Regions from separate parts of the Mus musculus genome. Here region 1 is linked to region 2. Evidence: chromatin contacts called from public promoter capture Hi-C data. All regions are on one chromosome and are shown on one strand. Each heading gives the region's core, a stretch centred on a gene start, on an enhancer-like site or on the middle of the called end of the contact. The rest is flanking DNA. Distances are from core to core; before and after follow the strand shown. Region 1 overlaps Septin11 (septin 11). Region 2 overlaps Shroom3 (shroom family member 3).

Evidence for each region. Capture Hi-C pulls out chosen DNA fragments and counts their contacts.
Region 1: a promoter capture Hi-C map of adipose tissue shows a contact between it and region 2. The contact joins two enhancer-like sites. A contact is called at or near these places in 2 of 484 Hi-C or Micro-C datasets (cranial neural crest and urothelial organoids) and 1 of 9 other capture datasets (adipose tissue).

The regions. Positions count from the first base shown.
Region 1 is chr5:93,151,073-93,153,993 of GRCm38.p6, reverse strand. The region is part of intron 3 of Septin11 (septin 11); the gene reads right to left. Among named protein-coding and RNA genes, the nearest start is that of Ccni, 54 kb to the left of the region's middle. Within about 2 kb of position 1,338, at least 163 of the 459 cell types and tissues checked have an H3K27ac peak or open chromatin away from gene starts, as enhancers often do. A contact at or near this core is called in adipose tissue, where this site is marked.
Region 2 is chr5:92,931,692-92,934,620 of GRCm38.p6, reverse strand. It overlaps Shroom3 (shroom family member 3), which reads right to left. Exons shown (of 11, transcript NM_015756.2): 4 at 736-867. Among named protein-coding and RNA genes, the nearest start is that of Gm36764, 76 kb to the left of the region's middle. Within about 2 kb of position 1,505, at least 52 of the 459 cell types and tissues checked have an H3K27ac peak or open chromatin away from gene starts, as enhancers often do. A contact at or near this core is called in adipose tissue, where this site is marked.

The DNA of each region.
Region 1 (2,921 bases), core at 89-2,588, 220 kb before region 2:
CCACAAATCAACTAAAAGCCCCAACAGGGCATTACAAATCCTTACAATAAGGCTGCCAAGGGACGTCCTGAGGAGCGTGGCAGAGAGCAGAGTCGTGACCAAGACTGAAACAATCAGCAAACTGGTTTTGTATTGTTTAGGATAGGAGGGGAAGAAGAGGCTGGGGGGAGGGGGGCACAGTGAAACAGGACAAGCATGACTATGTGTTGGTGTGTCTCTGCTTATCTGTGTGTCTGTCTGTACATGGAGGCTAGAGGTCAGCCTCAGACATTGTCCCTCAAGAGCCATTTCCTTTTTGGGGGTTGGGGGGTGGTGACAGAATCTCCTACTGGTTTGGGACTTGGCACGTAGGCCAGGTTAGCTGGCCACTGAGACTCAGGACCCTCCAGCCTCTCCCTCCCCAGAGCTGGAATTGCAGGCTTGTCTCACCACCCTTGGCTCTTTGATGTATGTTTTAATCTTGAGTGTGCTATCACCCCAGTCCCTTGCTTAGGTGTTTTAAGGCAGAGTCCTGATGTGTAGCTAGCCTTGCACTTGCTCTCTTGCCAGCCTCAAACTTGTAGCGTTCCTGCCTCAGCTTCCAAGTACTGGGACCACAAACATGCATTCCTACATGGAGCTTCTAAATAACTGCTCACTAGTTTGTCCTTCAATGATGTGATCTTTACCCATTAGTGGAATGTAAACAGTCGCTCTACAGGTATTTAAAAAAATAAAAGGTGGAATAAGTCTCCAAGTTAAAATGAGAATTGAAAAATTCTCATGCAATAGATAGTGACTGATAAGATTCTTTGTTTCTCAATTTCGAAATATAGGCATAGATTACATAACAATACTCGTGCTTGTTATTTTGAGATAGTTGTGTAGGAGAATCATGGATTTAGGCCACAGTGTCTGAGACCCAAAGTAAGCATTCTAGTCACCAAGTAACTAGCTCCATGGCCTTGGACAGGTCACCAAAATTGTTCTGTGTTTCTCCCATAAATAAGTCAGATGCAAAAACAATACCTTGAATAGACCCTGGTACACGCTTCTAGTCCCAGTACTTAGAGGCAAGGAGAAAGAAAGGCAAGCATACAAGGCCAGTCTCAGCTACACAAGTTCCAGACAAGCCTGGGCTACAAGAGTCTAAAATTAATCGGAGAGCTACAGTGGCAGGCGAATGAACTAGTTGATGCAAAGTATATACTGGGTAGCCACTTCATGATGTCATAAACACAGAACACAGTAAACCGAGGACAGTGGCTCTTTAAAAAAGAGGAGGGAGAGACCCAAGAACTGCACACCCTTTTCAGTTCCTACTTGTCTTATGCTGAGCCCCACCCTGTGGGGAAGTGGGTGGCCCACAGAGGTCCACCCATCATGTCTCGGGGTAAGCCTTGGGGTTTCCTGACACTGGGGCAGGTTGGAGGGTTAGGCTCTCCCCGGCAACTTCTTATCCCTTTGGGAGGAAAAGCCACCCCCAGTGTGCCCTTGTCTCCTTGTTTCTGAGTCAGGGCTGTCTCTGCCTCCTCTGAGGAGCAGTCCAAGTTGGTTCCTGCTCTCCTTTGATTCCCTCTCTTGCCTCTTATGCTTGATGAGTGTCCATGCTTGGGGGAGGCGAGGCATGGCCGGGACCCTTTCAGAATTGGATTTTGAGTCCTTTGTTTTCTTTGTACCCCAGGCCTCCTTTGCTGCTTCTTCCAAGGTTCTGCCTAACCTTCACCCCCACCCTGTGCTCTCCCCGGAAAACCACATTTACTCTGAATTTCCTTTAGCATTTCTTCGATGACACACTACTTTCAACCTCCAGTCCCACCCTGGTCTCTCCCCACACACTTCAACAGTTTGTCAAATATTTCCAATTGCTCTTCTACAGAGCCCTGCCTAGTCATCCCCCGGCTGTGGGTGCCAGCAGCCCGAGCTCAAACTGAGTATCCCTTTACCTTCACAGCCAAGCCTGAAATCTCTGTGCATCGAGCATAGGTGACATCACTAACAAAATAAAAACCCATCAATAAAAGGAAAGTGGCATGCATTTGGGGGTTTGTTTGTTTTAAGTAAAGTCCAGGAAGAGAAAGGACCTGAGGGGGGAATAGGGAAAAAGGAGGGAGGAGAAATTACATCATTATAAACAAACAAAAGACATGTTCTCTTGGAGACCTATTTCCTTAGGCTAAAGTTTCATTATGGGAAAGAAACAAAGAAACAGTTTCCTGGGGGGGGGGGGGGGGGGGGGGACCAGAGGCCAGACAGCTCTTCAGCCCTTGTATCCTTGAAACAAGTTCCAAGGTCCCTCAACCCCTTCCACTTCTGCAGTCAGCCAGAAAGATAAAGCTTACACCTAACTTAACTACCGTCTGTTACTTTCAGGGCTAAGCACGGAACCCTGTTACTTTGTGTGTGGCCAGTTCTCCAGGCTGCAGGAGCTGGGGAGAACCAAGCAGCTTTAACTTAATTCCCTTTGAGGGAGCATTCCTCCTGCTGCTCACTTTATTCCTGTACTGCTAGGCATCAAAAATTACAGTGAGACCAGTTGTCAAAGGGAAAAACTATTCTAAGCCATTTTCTTCTCTGATCATTCTTACACAGTGGAATGGATTACCCATGACTTTCAGGTTGGTGACCTTAAAGTTCATGGCACCTCCCAAAGGTGGAGTAAACTATTCTGGTTCTAGCGAGGCAGCAAGGCTCCGCTGGTCCTTGCCCCTTGCCCTCACCTATGGGGGCAGAAAGAGCAAGGAAGCCCTTAAACAAGACTTAAACATAACAGGAAACTCTCCAAGACCCCTCTTCCTGTCTCCTTCTGGCTGGCCAGGTCAGAGGCAGATAACGTCTCAAGAATGCCAATATGTCCCAAATCTATAAACACACTGGGACATTCTTGATGTGCCAAAACTATGGCAGAGCAGCCTGCCTCATAGCAGCAAAAGATAATCCTG
Region 2 (2,929 bases), core at 256-2,755:
GATTTCGAGAAGAGAGCCCTCTGTTTGCCACATTCAGGGTGGCTCTGTTCATTCTTTAACAACCTTAACTAGCACCAGGGTGACTAGGAAGCAGAAGTGTAACCCAGCAGCTATGTGCACATACTGTGGCACCTGGCTCAGATCTGTCCTGACTCACATACTGATCAGCTGTCCATACTTGGATTAATCTTTGCACCGTTCAACTTCCTGTTCTGCAAAATACTTATGTGTTCAAGTGGTGCTGCATGCAGAAGAGGGAAATGAAGGGGTCACATGAGATCAATGTCAATTTCATCATGTGTCACTGAAAAACCCTCTATCCTATTCCTATCTGCTTCAGGGCCATGCTAGGCAGATGGCTTTGATGGAAGGAGGAAAAAAAATATCAAGTGTAACATTTAAATATAAGAATATCACCAATTCAGCTGTAAATATGAACAATTTTTGACTAGTGCAGACAGGACATTGAAGCACCCAGAATGGAAGTCTTCAGTTTTTCAAATATGGGATTATAATAGGCATTGAGAAACAGCTGACTGTGAATGGGTTCCATAAATATCTCAAACGACCAGCCATGATCAAAGTATTTCCAGTCTCCCAGTCTAGTTCAGAATGTGATGTAAGGATGAATCACCCACATAGTTAGCATTTGAAGAGGATGAAGAAAAGACATTTTGGGGGTAAACATGACCTTTGAAAGAGAGAAACCCTTAGATGCCAGCTGTGGCCACTCACCTGGAATGGTAGCTCTGGTGCCAAGGAGGGCCCATTGTGCCCTGAGATATCTGCATCATGCTGACATCAGGCTGTGTCTCCCCAAATTTGGTGGTATGCCACGAGTGAGGGCGAGTGGCAGGCTCACTGCACCTGTGGAGACATAGGAGAGGGACCCTTCAGCACCAGCAGCTTCTCAGCTGAGTCCCCTCATGAAATGAAGTAGCCTGGGTCCCAGCGATCACAAATCAAAGTACTGCTCGCTTCTCCGAGCACTGTGTCCCTTCCGTTTTACTTTCTATTTTGACATCACACAGGAATGCTGCAAAGTTAGTACAACTTTATTTAGGCTTCCTACATGTTGGTATTTTATGCCTTCTGAATATAAGGACATGGATGCCTGGGTCTTCCTGAACCTCTAGCTTTATAGAAAAACAGGAATACTAAAATTCCTTCCTGTTTCCCAAGGGACTTTGCATAGATGCACGGTAAAAAGCATACCCGGGTTTTTCAAGTCCTCTTTCGGAGCCTGGGTGGACGGTGCTGCTATTATCACTGTCTCGGAGGAATGGTATGGAAGTCAGAGGCTGCCCTGCATTGACAGCGACCGCTCTAAACCACAGTCTAGAGAACAAAGTGTTCTCGGAAAGACTTTCTCATTTTGCAAGCTGGTGACTTCAACCTTTAAGCATCCTGCCGTTAAAGCACAAAGATCTGATGGAGCCAAGGAGAAAGCGTGGGTATCCTTTAGACTGAGCATGAATGAGCTCTACAAGGAGTCAGAGGCACGAGTCAGCTGCTGGGCAGTATTTTTGGCATCAAAGTGAGAGGACCATCCAGGCATCCCATGCTGACAGCTATGAGATTGTGTGGAAATATTTCTCTAGTTTAGAAACACTTTGGGATTCAGGAAGTCCCTTGATAAGATGAAGATGATAGATGTAACGTATCCCAAGCCCTCGAATTTGCTGTGAGAGAGTTGATGGGATAGAGCCAGGGGGACAAGCCCGTTAGTCAGGCCTACCTAAAAGGATGGGCAAAGGGGGGAGGAAGAAGTTGAGGATGGATGACGAAGGGAATGAGAACGGATAGGAGGAAGTACTGATCGTAACCACTCTTCCAGCTCTAACAAGTATTTCTGAAGTATTGGAGTAATTATAAAGACGGGGCAGGGCCAGCCAGATGGCTCAGACACTGGCAAAGACGCTTCCATACAAAGCTGACAATCTGAGTTTGACCCCTGGAACCCACATGAGGGTAGAAAGAGAGACCCAATCTTTGACTGAGCCATATGTGTCCCCTCCTCTGGGGTGTGCACACATCCACACAAACACATATAACTATTTTTTTTTAATGTAAATAGTAATTACACAGAGATTGGTCTCAGAATTAACTATGGTCCAGGCACACGGGGTCAGGCCACGGTGGTAAAACAGGGAGCTGCTATAGCACTTGGAGAAGTGCCAAGTCTGAAGGCTCAAGGGAGACAGGACCTCGGGAGGATCTGAGAGGCACTCGGTGAGCTGGGACGTACTTGCTCTGTCCTTGGTCTCTTGTTTTTTTATCTTTCATCTTGTTAGCCCAGATAAAGGAAACTTGGTTTCTAGTCTAGTTCCTAACCTGATATGACTGGTTTTGGGCTTCGGGTTTTAAGCACATGTAAGTGAAAGTTTTCACCTTGGCTTTCCTTCTGGTTCTAATAGGTTATATATACAACACAATACTGATGGGCCAGGGTTACGCTTTGAGCGTCCAATGTCCTCCTGGGGCTCCCATTTTTGAGAGGCTGTGGGGCCTTTAGGTCTAGACAGAGGAAGTGGGTGGTAACAGCTGGGCCTTAAGGAATTATAACCCAGCCTCAGGTCCTTTTCTCTGCTCCTTTTCAAGTGCCAAGCAACAAGCAGCTCCTTGACACCCTTATTACCGAGAAGAGCTGGTCTCCACGGCACGCCTTCCTCACCACGATGGGCTGTGGCCCTCTGGAACTGTAGCCACACTTTAAGCTCTCCCTGAAGTTCCTTTTGTCAGAGTATCAGGAACATGAAGGTAATAACTAAGACACTCCTCCTCCTCCTCCTTCCCCCTGGACACGGGGTGAGCAGCATACACGGCCAGTGTCACTTACTGCCCTGCCACAGGCCTCAAAAGCAGCAAGGCCCTGGACTGGAATTTTCTCAACTGAGAACTGAATAAACCTACTTCTTTACTTATTACG